3 separate regions of the Sus scrofa genome follow, and regions 2 and 3 are each linked to region 1. A link is a contact called in public Hi-C and HiChIP or PLAC-seq data. All regions are on one chromosome and are shown on one strand. Each heading gives the region's core, a stretch centred on a gene start, on an enhancer-like site or on the middle of the called end of the contact. The rest is flanking DNA. Distances are from core to core; before and after follow the strand shown.

Region 1 (3,491 bases), core at 448-2,947:
AGATCATCACCTGCAACTTGGCACACGAATCACAGTTAAGAGGCTAGCTGAGGAGCTTAAATTGAAATGGAGGTTTGTCTTCACAACTTTGTCCATTAAACTCATGGACCAAGATGGAGGCTCTGATTACAATCTTTGTCCACCAAACTCACCATACAGCTCAGCTGGGGCCTGACCCACCCCCACCCATTTTTTTAAGGATGCGGAGGTAGGCTAGCCCCCTCAATTTGACTGATCAGACCGCTTAGCCTAAATCAAAAAAAAAAAAAAGAAAGAAAAAAGAAAAAAAAAAAAAAGCCTTGCTCAAAACCAACACAGCTCAACATAATTTTTTTTGTTAATAGCTAAAATGCCCCTACTTTCTAATTTTTGGTCCACTTCAATGCTCTTCGAGAAAAGGGAACTCAATCCCCCTTCCTTTCAGGTCTGGCCAAGCAGAAAACCAGAGCCCTCTGTACACACTCAGCATCCAGAGCAACAGCGCTGTGGATACTTGGACAGACCTCATCCCGCGCCCATCCCTGGGGCTGATGCAGCTGCCCTGGCCCTGGCTCTGGCTCTGTGACCGGGTGGCTAACCCACATCCCTTCCTTCACACCCCCTTTCAAAATTACCACTTCCCCGTCCACCATTCCGGCTGCAAACAGTACAATGAGTGGAGTCACAGAACAGCCCAGCTCAGTTTCAAAACATATCCAACAAACGGGAAAGGTGTTTTCCTTAAGATTTAAATATTTTAAGGAAGAAAAAAAAAAAACGGGAAGGGAGAAAACAGTGCGGAACAAGGGCTCAGGCCGGGAAGGTCTGCCCTGGTGGAGGTTCCTGCAGCTCTGGTCGCACTCGGCGCCTGGGCTTTCGTCCTGCCCGTCTCCAAAATGACCCCCAGTCTGGCGACCCCGGCTCCCCAAAATCGACGTTCCCCAGTGACCGCTGCCGTCCAACGGCCGCGAGACCCCCTTTGAAGCTTGACGGCTGCCGCACGGATGCTTTCTCTCCCCGCCCCGCTCCGCTCCGGGAAGCCAGGCCTTCGGACTCCGCGCTCGGAGGAGGAAGCCCCGCGGCGCGCGGCTCCAGAAAAGAGGCGGCCGCGGCCGAGAAGAGGTCGGGTTCCGCGGCCTGAGTGCCGCTGCCCGGGCACTCTCCCCTCCCGGCTCGGGTCCGAAGCTGCGCGGCCCGAGAAAAGGAAGGAAGACGCACAGGAACTTTGGCGGCGGCTTCGGTCACGAGCGGGCAGGCCCCTCAGAACTGCTGGAAACACTTGGGACCCCGGAGCGGGGGCTGCTGGAGCAGACCGAGTGGGGCGGAGTTCCAGCGCGGGAGCTGCACGCTCAACTCGCCCGAGGAAGCCCCCTCCGACTTGACTTGGGCGGTACGCTCTCCGCCGGGGGGGCGGGATGCTCCGGCGGCGGGCGCGATCCCTCCCCGGACTCTGCCCTCCAGGTCTCCCCGTGTGACCCCCGGCCCGCTCCCGAGCCTCTCTCACCATCTGCGCCACTTTCAGCAGCGCCGCGTGGGTGCGGGGGTAGAAGGGGTCCAGCAGCCCTTCCGACGAGCCCGCGCCCGGCTGCCCCGCGCCAGCACCGGGTCCCGAGGAGCTGCCGCTGCTGCACGTGGTGCGAACGAGCCCAGCTCCGTGCGACATTTCGCAGCCCCTGCCCGCCCGCCGCCTCCTCCGGCCGGGGCCGAAGGCCAGCTGCGAAGGGGCGGAGTGGGGCCGCGGGGCGGGGCGGGGCCGCGGGGCGGGACCCTAGCGTCCGGGAGAGGCGCTAGCGCCCCGGGCCCGCGCGGGGACGCTCACCCAGCCTCGGCGGGACCTGGCCGGGGAGGGCCCGGTTCGCGATCTCCGGAAAGGTGGCTGCACCCCCTAGCCCTCGGGGAGGCGCGGAAGTCGGGCTGGAGGGAGGAGGGAAACCAACGCCCTGGGCCGTGGCCTTTCCGAGGTGGGCGAGGCCCGGGCACAGCTGGGTTTGGGCCTCCTGGGATTTGGTGTGGGCGCGCCTGCGAATGTGTGCTAAGAGCGCTTGATTGAAGTGTAACTCGCATACACTGAAATGCCCAAACCCTCCGTGTTCAGCTCCGTTAATTGTTCTGTATGTGTACGTACACCTGTGTAACCCCCCCGCCCCAGCAACCAATAGAACATGCCAATACTTGTGCTTTCCCCCTTGTGTCACTACAGATTCGTGTCCTCTCTTCTCAGACTTGATATACTTTAAATAATACAGCAATATTCTCATTTGTGTCTGGCTTCTTTCACTCAGTACAACACATTGAGATGAATTCTGTGTGCCCAATAAAACTGTGGTGAATATTCTGGTGAGATTTTTTGGTGGACATAAACAAGCTCTCAATTCTTTGGATAAATACCTATGAGTGGGTTTGCTGAGTCACATGGAGAGCATAGGTTTACCTCTAATAGGAGCGGCCAGTTATCCAAGCCATGTTGCCCTCCTTTGGGGTTACTTTCATTTTATTTTTTGTCTTTTTAGGGCTGCATCCGTGGCATATCAAGTTCCCAGGCTAGAGGTTTAATTGGAGCTGTTGCTGCTGGCCTACACCACAGCTCATGGCAACACTGGATCCTTAAACCACTGGGCGAGACCAGGGATCAAACTGGCATCCTCATGGACACTAGGTGTGGTTCTTAATCCGCTGAGCCATAGCAGGAACTCCCTGGGTTACTTTTAAATTGAAGACAGGTGCAAACAGGACTACTGAAGTGAGATGTTATCGGTGTTCTCTTTGAGCAGAGTGTCCCTGTGGCCAATCTTGTTATTTCTCAAAAAAACTTGGAGATAATGCAAAAATCTCTCTCTAAGAGATCACTGGATGCCAGGGCTGTGCTGTCGTCAGGAGACTGTCTTGATGATTCTAGAAAGTGGAGATACTCATGCAATCTCTGCTTTGATAAGTTTCCCAGGTGATTCTGATAAAATCTCAAGTTTGAGCACCAGTCATTGCCAAAGTTGAGGCAGTTGGGGTTTCACTACACTATTTTCTCCACTTTTGTGTACATTTGAAAATTTCCAGAAGTTCCCATCTTGGCACAGCAGAAATGAATCCGACTAGGAACCATGAGGTTTCAGGTTCCATCCCTGGCCTCGCTCAGTGGGTTAAGGATCCAGTGTTGCCGTAAGCTGTGGTGTAGGCTGGCACCTGCAGCTCCAATTTGACCCCTAGCCTGGGAGCCTCCATATGCCATGGGTGTGGCCCTAAAAAAAAAGAAAGAAAGAAAGGAAGAAAATTTCTTTGATCAAAAAAATAAAAAATGCTCCCAGTATCTGTGTTCTCTTTAGACAGCAGTCACAGTGCCTGGTAGTTCAGTTTCCTTCTCTGTAAAACAAAGATAATTGCACCTTGGGGCTGCAGTGACAATGAGCAGAGCAGGAGGTCTGTGACTGTTTCAGATGCCACAAGCATGGATTTTGGAATAGCACATTACGTTCCATGTAAACTTAAGTCACTTCTGGACCTTTCCAAGGCTTTGGAAC
Region 2 (3,491 bases), core at 395-2,894, 290 kb after region 1:
CGCAGCTGTGGTGTAGGTCAGAACTGTGGCTCAAATATGATCCCTGCCCTGGGAACTCCATATGCCGAGGGGTGGCCAAAAATGGGGGGGAAAAACCTCAAGGGAAGAGCAACTCATATCCCTATAAGAATGAGATAAAGGGATTTCTCCCTCACTTGACAAACTGCCTGTGCCCAATTATCTCTCTTAGAGCTTTTCTTCTGCCCACTGTACACTTATTCTCTGCAGGCCTGTTTATCAGACCAAAATAGCAGATGCCATGGGAGTTCTCCCGGAACCAAAGGCCCTGCCCCTTTCACATCCAATTCCAGCTGACAGCAGTCTCTAAAGCAGAGTTCTCCAGCTCCAAGGAAGGAAGGATTGAGGGAAGAAGGATGAAAGGTAGGAAGAGAGGAAGGAAGGGAGGAAGAGGCATTTAGAATTTGGCAGTCAGTCAAAAGATCTTTTTTGGGGGGGCCACACCCATGGTGTTAGAAAATTCCCAGGCCAGGGATCAAACCAGTAGCACAGCAGTATCAATGCTGGATCCTTATCCTACCTAGCCACCAGGGAGTTCCCCCAAAAGATTTTTTTTTTCCTTCTTTTTTGGCTACTCCATGGCATCTGGATTTCCCGGGCCAGGGGCCAAGGGCGAGGGGCCAGGGTTCAGATCCAAGCCTCAGATACAACCTAGGCCACAGCCCTGGTGATGCCAGATCCACTGTGCTGGGTTGGGATCAAACTTCCGTCCCAGCACTACAGAGACATTGCCAATCCCACTGTGCCACAGCAGGAACTCTTTTTTTTTTTTCTTCTTTTTAGGGCCACACCCATGGCACATGGAGGTTCCCAGGCTAGGCGTCCAGTCGGAGCTACAGCTGCCAGCCTACACCACAGCCACAGCAACATCAGATTTGAGCCAAGTCTGCGATCTACACCACAACTCATGGCAACACCAGATCCTTAACCCACTGAGCAAGGCCAGAGATCAAACCCGCAACCTCATGGTTCCTAGTCAAATTTTTTCCACTGTGCCACAATGGAAACTCCAGAACTCATTTTATTTTATTTTTTCTTCTTTTTTGTCAGAAGATTTTTAAAGGGACTGCTAGACTCTTTGGTGATGTGTGGGGCAGGAGAAACACAGGTAAAATATGGAAGGAACCTTCCGCAACCAAGGTACAGATCATTAGAGACGATAAAGCTGCATGCCAAGAGTGCAGCCAAAAAAAAATTTAGGTTAATTTTGTCTGATTTGCATCCAGTCTTCTCATTAATGAATATGAAACATTGCAGGTGAAGCTGGAATCCCTTTTCATTACGACACCACCCCCACTTCCCTCCGGCTCTGTGCTCTGACTTCAGCCAGCCTGATGAGTTTGGTCTGTGTCTTTCAATCTGTATTTGATAATTTTCGTACATAATTGTAGACAACGCAGGGTGTTCATTACGTATCTTTTCATAAATCAGCGACCCCTCAGCTGGCCATGGCTATTCTCACTGAATCTAGTGTCCTAGAACTCCAGAGCTGTTTCTCTCTAGGCAAGAACATAGCTTTTCTGGGGGCTGATGCAGATCTGTGGATGCAATGCGGCATCTCTGGCCCAGAATTGAGGGTGTTACTGAGGAAGTGAAGCGGGCTCGGGGGAATTTTGGTCCTGTGCATGCTTCCTCAGCTTAGAGCTGTCTTGGCTAAAAATAGCGGAAGCTGTTCACCATCTGCAAAGCACAGCTGTGCAGGCCCCTGTTTTGAAATGAAAAGAAGGTTAGCATTGCCGAGCATTTCCCAAGAACAACCTTTGCTCACTAGGCAAAAGGTAATGCAGATATTAACTGATAGAGAGTTTTCTCCCATGACCATTGCCGTGTGTGGTAGGAACCACCCTGCTTTATAGTCACTACAGGGCTTTATTCTTATTTTTGTTTTTTTGGCTGCGTACATAGCATATGGAAGTTCCCAGGCCAGGGATCAAACCCACACCACAGCAGTGACAATGACAGCCTCTTAACCTACTAAGCCACCAGGGAGCTCCACTAAGGAACCTTTTAGACGCATGTAGTTCCTTTGGCTGTCCCTTTAGGCATCCCTGTAATCACATCAATCTAGATTCTTAGTTGAAGTTGTATGAAGCAGAAAAGGAACTCCTTAAACAACATTAAGGTTCTCAGAGTTCCCATTGCGGCTCAGCGGTTAACGAATCTGACTAGCATCCATGAGGATGCAGGTTCGAACCCCAGCCTTGCTTAGTGGGTTAAGGATCTGGTGTTGCCGTGAGCTGTAGTGTAGGTCGCAGTCACAGCTTGGATCCTGCGTTGCTGTGGCTGTTGTGTAGGCCGGTAGCTACAGCTCTGATTCGACCCCTAGCCTGAAAACCTCTATATGCTGTGGGTGTGGCCCTAAAATTAAAAAAAAAAAAAAAGCAAACAACATTAAGGTTCTTACAGAAGCTTAGTGAGGGCCAAGGAGTTAAGTTTGGAGGCCATGTAACTAGGAACAATGCCCAATGCCCTACTCCAGCATTTCTTTCCAAAACTTATTTCTGTGACCCTCATCTGCGGCTATGCTTCCTTATAATATAAATATTTTTATAAAAGTGGTATGTGTATATAGGTGTACCTGTACATGTTACAAATTTCAAAAGGTAAGAGAGGATAAAAAGGAAAAAAAAAGTCTTCTTCCTACTACTCCAGTGGCTCACTTTTCCTTCACAGAGGTAGCCTTATTTTCAGTTCCTTATGCGTTCTTCCAGAGAAATGCTATGCATATATATGGGTTTATAGATTAGGTTTTCCCTATACAAATGATAGCACACCATATACCATAGAGTCTGCAACATTCATTTACCACCTAACACTGTATCTTGGAGATTATAAGTACAGAACTGCATCATATTTTTTCAGGAACCGTATCAGTTAGGCTAGGGTAGGTTAGGCCACAGTAACAAAGAACCCCCACTCGTGAGGGTAGCATTCCCCTGATACCAAAGCCAGACAAATATATCATAAGAATAGAAAATTACAGATCAAAACTCCTCCTGAGCACAGGCACAAAAATTCTAATGTCCTTCGACAGAGGAGTGGTTAAAGAAGATGTGGCACAATGGAATATTACTCAGCCATTAAAAGGAAAGAAATAACGGCATTTGCAGCAACATGGATAGACCTAGAAGTTATCATGCTAAATGAAGTCAGTCAGACAATGAGACACCAACATCAGATGCTATCACTTACATGTGGATTCTCAAAAAAGGAGACAATGAACTTCTTTGCATAACAGATACTGACTCACAGACTTCGAAAAACTTATGGTTTCCAAAGGAGACAGTTTGGAGGGTGGGGGGATGCGCTGGGGGTTTGGGATGGAAATGCTATAAAATTTGGTTGTGATGATTGTTGTACACCTACGAATGTAATAAAATTCAGTAAGTAATTTTAAAAATTCCTAATAAAACACCATCAAATCAAACTGATTGGTATAGAAAAAAGGAGTATGCACTCTGACCAAGTGTATT
Region 3 (3,491 bases), core at 616-3,115, 280 kb before region 1:
ACCTAGGCTTCCCGATTTCATTTTTATTATTTTTTTGCTTTTTAGGGCCAAACCCACAGCATGTGGAAGTTCCCAGGCTAGAGGCTGAATCAGAGCTACAGCTGCTGGCCTACGCCACAGCCACAGCAATGCTGGATCCTTATCCCACTGAGCGAGGCCGGGGATCAAACCCACATCCTCATGGTTCCTAGTCCGGTTCATTAGCCACTGAGCCACTAAGGGAACTCCTAGGCTGCCTCATTTCAAACTTCCTCCTCCTCCTACCTCTTCATCACTTATCACTTGGCTCAGTTAAAACATGAAGCAGCTCACAGGACACCACTGCTGACATCTCTCAATGGCTCCCCATAAGTTAGAGCGAAATTTCACCTTCTTCCATGGCCCACAAAGACTGACAGAAGCTGTCCCCCACCCCCTAACTCTGACTTTGCCTCTTGCCTCACCTCCTCTGCTCACTATGCTATAAAATACGCTGAGTGCTCTGATACGCCAGCAGTTGGTCCAGGTGCTGGAAACGGCACACAACCCCAACACAGACAAAAGTGCCTGTCCTCAAGGTGCTTATGCTCCCAGGTCTTCCTGCTGTACATTTTCCAAGGGGTCTGTACAGCTGCTGCTCCACCTATCTGCATCATTCTTGCTTCCTGTGGCTGGCTCTTTAGTCTTTGTTCAAATGTCACCTCTTAGAGAGCCTTTCCATATCTGATCCACTCTCAGTTATTGAGATCAAGACATACTAAAACACACACTACATTTGAGATTTCCTTTTTTCTTTTTTAAATTAATTTTAGTTTTAAAAATAATTTTACTGTGAAAAATCTTAAGTGTTGACTGCTTCTAAGTCCTGTCATTTAAATTCCAACAAAACCTGGATGGATGCCACAGAGAACATTATTTTCTTACAGGAAACATAGGCCAGACCATCCCAAAAGTAGGCAGGAAAGCATTTTATATTCTTCAAAGGAGAAGATTTTTAGGAAGGGGGTAGTAATCCATAAAGAAAATCGTCACGATAAATTAGTCTTGAGGAACTAGGGGAAAACAGGTTCCACACGCAAGATATTAAAAAGCAGAGTCTGAAGTGAGACACAATAAAGTTATTCCCATTTAAATAAATGGTTTTCATAAAGCTAATTATATACGACGTGGCCGACCAGAGGCAAGCTGATGTCGCCGTGACCAGCCAGGGAAGTCCTGGCCGGAGCCAGGGGAAATCAAGGTAGCTCTTTTTCCAGGGTGAACTTTCCTTGCTCTGCTTTCCCCAAAGGGAAGTCAGAAAATCTGTGAAGCGGCCACATAGGTTTAAGCTTTTTAAACCAGAGCTATTCCGGAGAGCGGGGCAAAGGAGGGCAGAAGTAGCTTCACGCCACACTTGGTAAGAAACTATCTGACATCGGGCCCAAAGACTCACATTAGCCCCTCAGAGGGAGAGGATGGGGAGAGAAATGGCACGCCCCAATTAGAGTCACCCTAGAGTCCCCAACCTCCAGTCCCCAACCGGAGCTCCTCCGCCGAAGCGCAGGGTCTGCCTGCTCCCGCGTGTCCCGTTTCGACCCTGATCGCTGGGCGCGGGCACCTCACCTGAGGGCTTGTCTGCAGCCATCTTCCCGCCTCGGCTCAGGTTCTTCCCCGCAGGTGGCGTGGCCTCCACTCCAGCTGCCCGGCCGACCGCTGTCCTGGACCTCGGAGGAAAAGTCTGCACCCACTCCCCGGGTTCCGGTCTGTGGAGTGGGCAGACGGCGGGCTGAGGAAGTGACGAAGGCTAGCTCGCGTAGTCTAGCAACAGCAGCAGCGTCTCCGCCAGGGCGGTGCCACCGCCTCCAGCCATGCCCGGCTTCCGCCTCGCCGAGTCCCCTGACACACTACTTCCGGGGGCCGCAGCCGGCGTGGGAACTGCGGCTGGTCCCGCCCCACGCTGGCGTCCCCGGCGCCCCGCCCCCCGCAGCGTGAGCGCGCGCTCCCGTCCGGAAGTACGCTCAACCGCACCTCTGGGAGAAAGCTGTGCGCTAGTGTTTGTGCTTGTCCTGGTTAGACTTCGTAAGTATCAGCCCTTTTGTCCCTCATTTTACGGAAAACCACATAACTGCACTTGACATCTAAGCTTAAGGCTAAGCTTAGCTAAGCTTAAGGCTTGCACTTGGCTTGTATACTCATTGATTTCTCACAGATCTCTGAGAAGGCACTGTTGCCCTTTCCCTTCCCCATTTAAAGTCAAAACAAAACATTTTGTTTTAGAAGTTTTAGATGTATATAAAATTGCAGAAATGATACATGGAGCTCTTGTGAGCGTTTTGAGTATTATTAAGTCACTACGACACATCTGTCACATCTAAGAAACCACCATTAGCATATTACTATTAATTTTTTTTTCAACTTCACCAGTTTTCTTTCTTTCTTTTTTTTTTTTTTTTTGGTCTTTTTGCCTTTTCTAGGGCCACTCCCTCGGCATATGGGGGTTCCCAGGCTAGGGGTCTAATGGCCTACAGCAGAGCCACAGCAATGTGGGATCCGAGCCGCGTCTGGAACTTACACCACAGCTCACAGCAACGCGGGATCGTTAACCACTGAGCAAGGCCAGGGATCGAACCCTCAACCTCATGGTTCCTAGTCGGATTCGTTAACCATTGAGCCACGACAGGGACTCCCATTCACCAGTTTTCAGTTACGGTCCCCTTTCTGTTCCAGGATCTTTTCCAGGATACCACATTAAATTTATTCATGTCTCCATAAGCTATTCTTTTTTTCCTTTTTACATCCACATCTGCAGCATATGGAAATCCCTGGGCTAGGGGTCTAAATGGAGCTGCAGCTGCAGGCTTACACCACAGCCAGGGCAGTGACAGATCTGAGCCACAAGGATCTGAGCCCCATCTGTGACCTACACCACAACTTGTGGCCAAGCCAGATCCTTAACCCACAGGGAAGGGCCTGGGAAGGAAGCTACATCCTCATGGACACTATGTCAGGTTCTTTACCTGCTGGGCCACTATGGGAATTCTTTCTCAGGCTATTCTTGGCTGTTATTGCTTCTCAGATTTTCCTTATTCTTTTTTTTTTTTGTGTGTGTGTGTTCTTCTAGGGCTGCACCTGTGACATATGCAGGTTCCCAGGCTATGGGTCTAATCAGAGCTGTAGCCACCACCCTATGCCAGAGCCACAGCAACTCAGGATCCAAGCCTCATCTGTGACCTACACAGCTCACGGCAACGCCGGATCCTTAACCCACTGATCGAGGCCAGGGATTGAACCCACAACCTCATGGTTCCTAATCAGATTTGTTAACCACTGAGCCAGGATGGGAATTCCAGATTTTCCTTGTTCTTGATGACGTTGACAGCTTTGAAGAGTACCAGTCAAGGTTTTTGAAGAATGGGTTAATTGTTTTTTTGTTTTTGTCCTCTTAAGGCCACAGTCATAGCATTATGGAGGTTCCCAGGCTAGGAGTCAAATTGAACTTGTAGCTGCTGGCCTACACCACAGCCACAGCAACA

The links. A called contact is a pair of places that touch in the nucleus more often than the background predicts. HiChIP or PLAC-seq counts read pairs in DNA pulled down with a chosen protein or histone mark.
Region 2: a contact with region 1 is called in a Hi-C map of alveolar macrophages, with 4 times the contacts expected there. The contact joins the enhancer-like site here to the promoter of CMTM7 in region 1. A contact is called at or near these places in 10 of 47 Hi-C or Micro-C datasets (alveolar macrophages, embryonic fibroblasts, fetal heart ventricle and 7 more) and 2 of 2 datasets of contacts at active chromatin or transcription factors (alveolar macrophages and skeletal muscle).
Region 3: an H3K27ac HiChIP or PLAC-seq map of alveolar macrophages shows a contact between it and region 1. The contact joins the promoter of CNOT10 here to the promoter of CMTM7 in region 1. A contact is called at or near these places in 1 of 47 Hi-C or Micro-C datasets (embryonic fibroblasts) and 1 of 2 datasets of contacts at active chromatin or transcription factors (alveolar macrophages).

The regions. Positions count from the first base shown.
Region 1 is chr13:18,370,377-18,373,867 of Sscrofa11.1, reverse strand. It overlaps CMTM7 (CKLF like MARVEL transmembrane domain containing 7), which reads right to left and starts at 1,697. Exons shown (of 5, transcript NM_001243922.1): 1 at 1,484-1,697. The coding sequence starts at 1,642.
Region 2 is chr13:18,081,039-18,084,529 of Sscrofa11.1, reverse strand. No RefSeq gene overlaps it. Among named protein-coding and RNA genes, the nearest start is that of GPD1L, 44 kb to the left of the region's middle. Within about 2 kb of position 1,644, at least 13 of the 83 cell types and tissues checked have an H3K27ac peak or open chromatin away from gene starts, as enhancers often do. A contact at or near this core is called in alveolar macrophages and liver, where this site is marked.
Region 3 is chr13:18,648,099-18,651,589 of Sscrofa11.1, reverse strand. It overlaps CNOT10 (CCR4-NOT transcription complex subunit 10), which reads right to left and starts at 1,865. Exons shown (of 17, transcript XM_021071550.1): 1 at 1,582-1,865. LOC110256561 (a long non-coding RNA gene) reads left to right here and starts at 1,950. Exons shown (of 4, transcript XR_002338194.1): 1 at 1,950-2,037.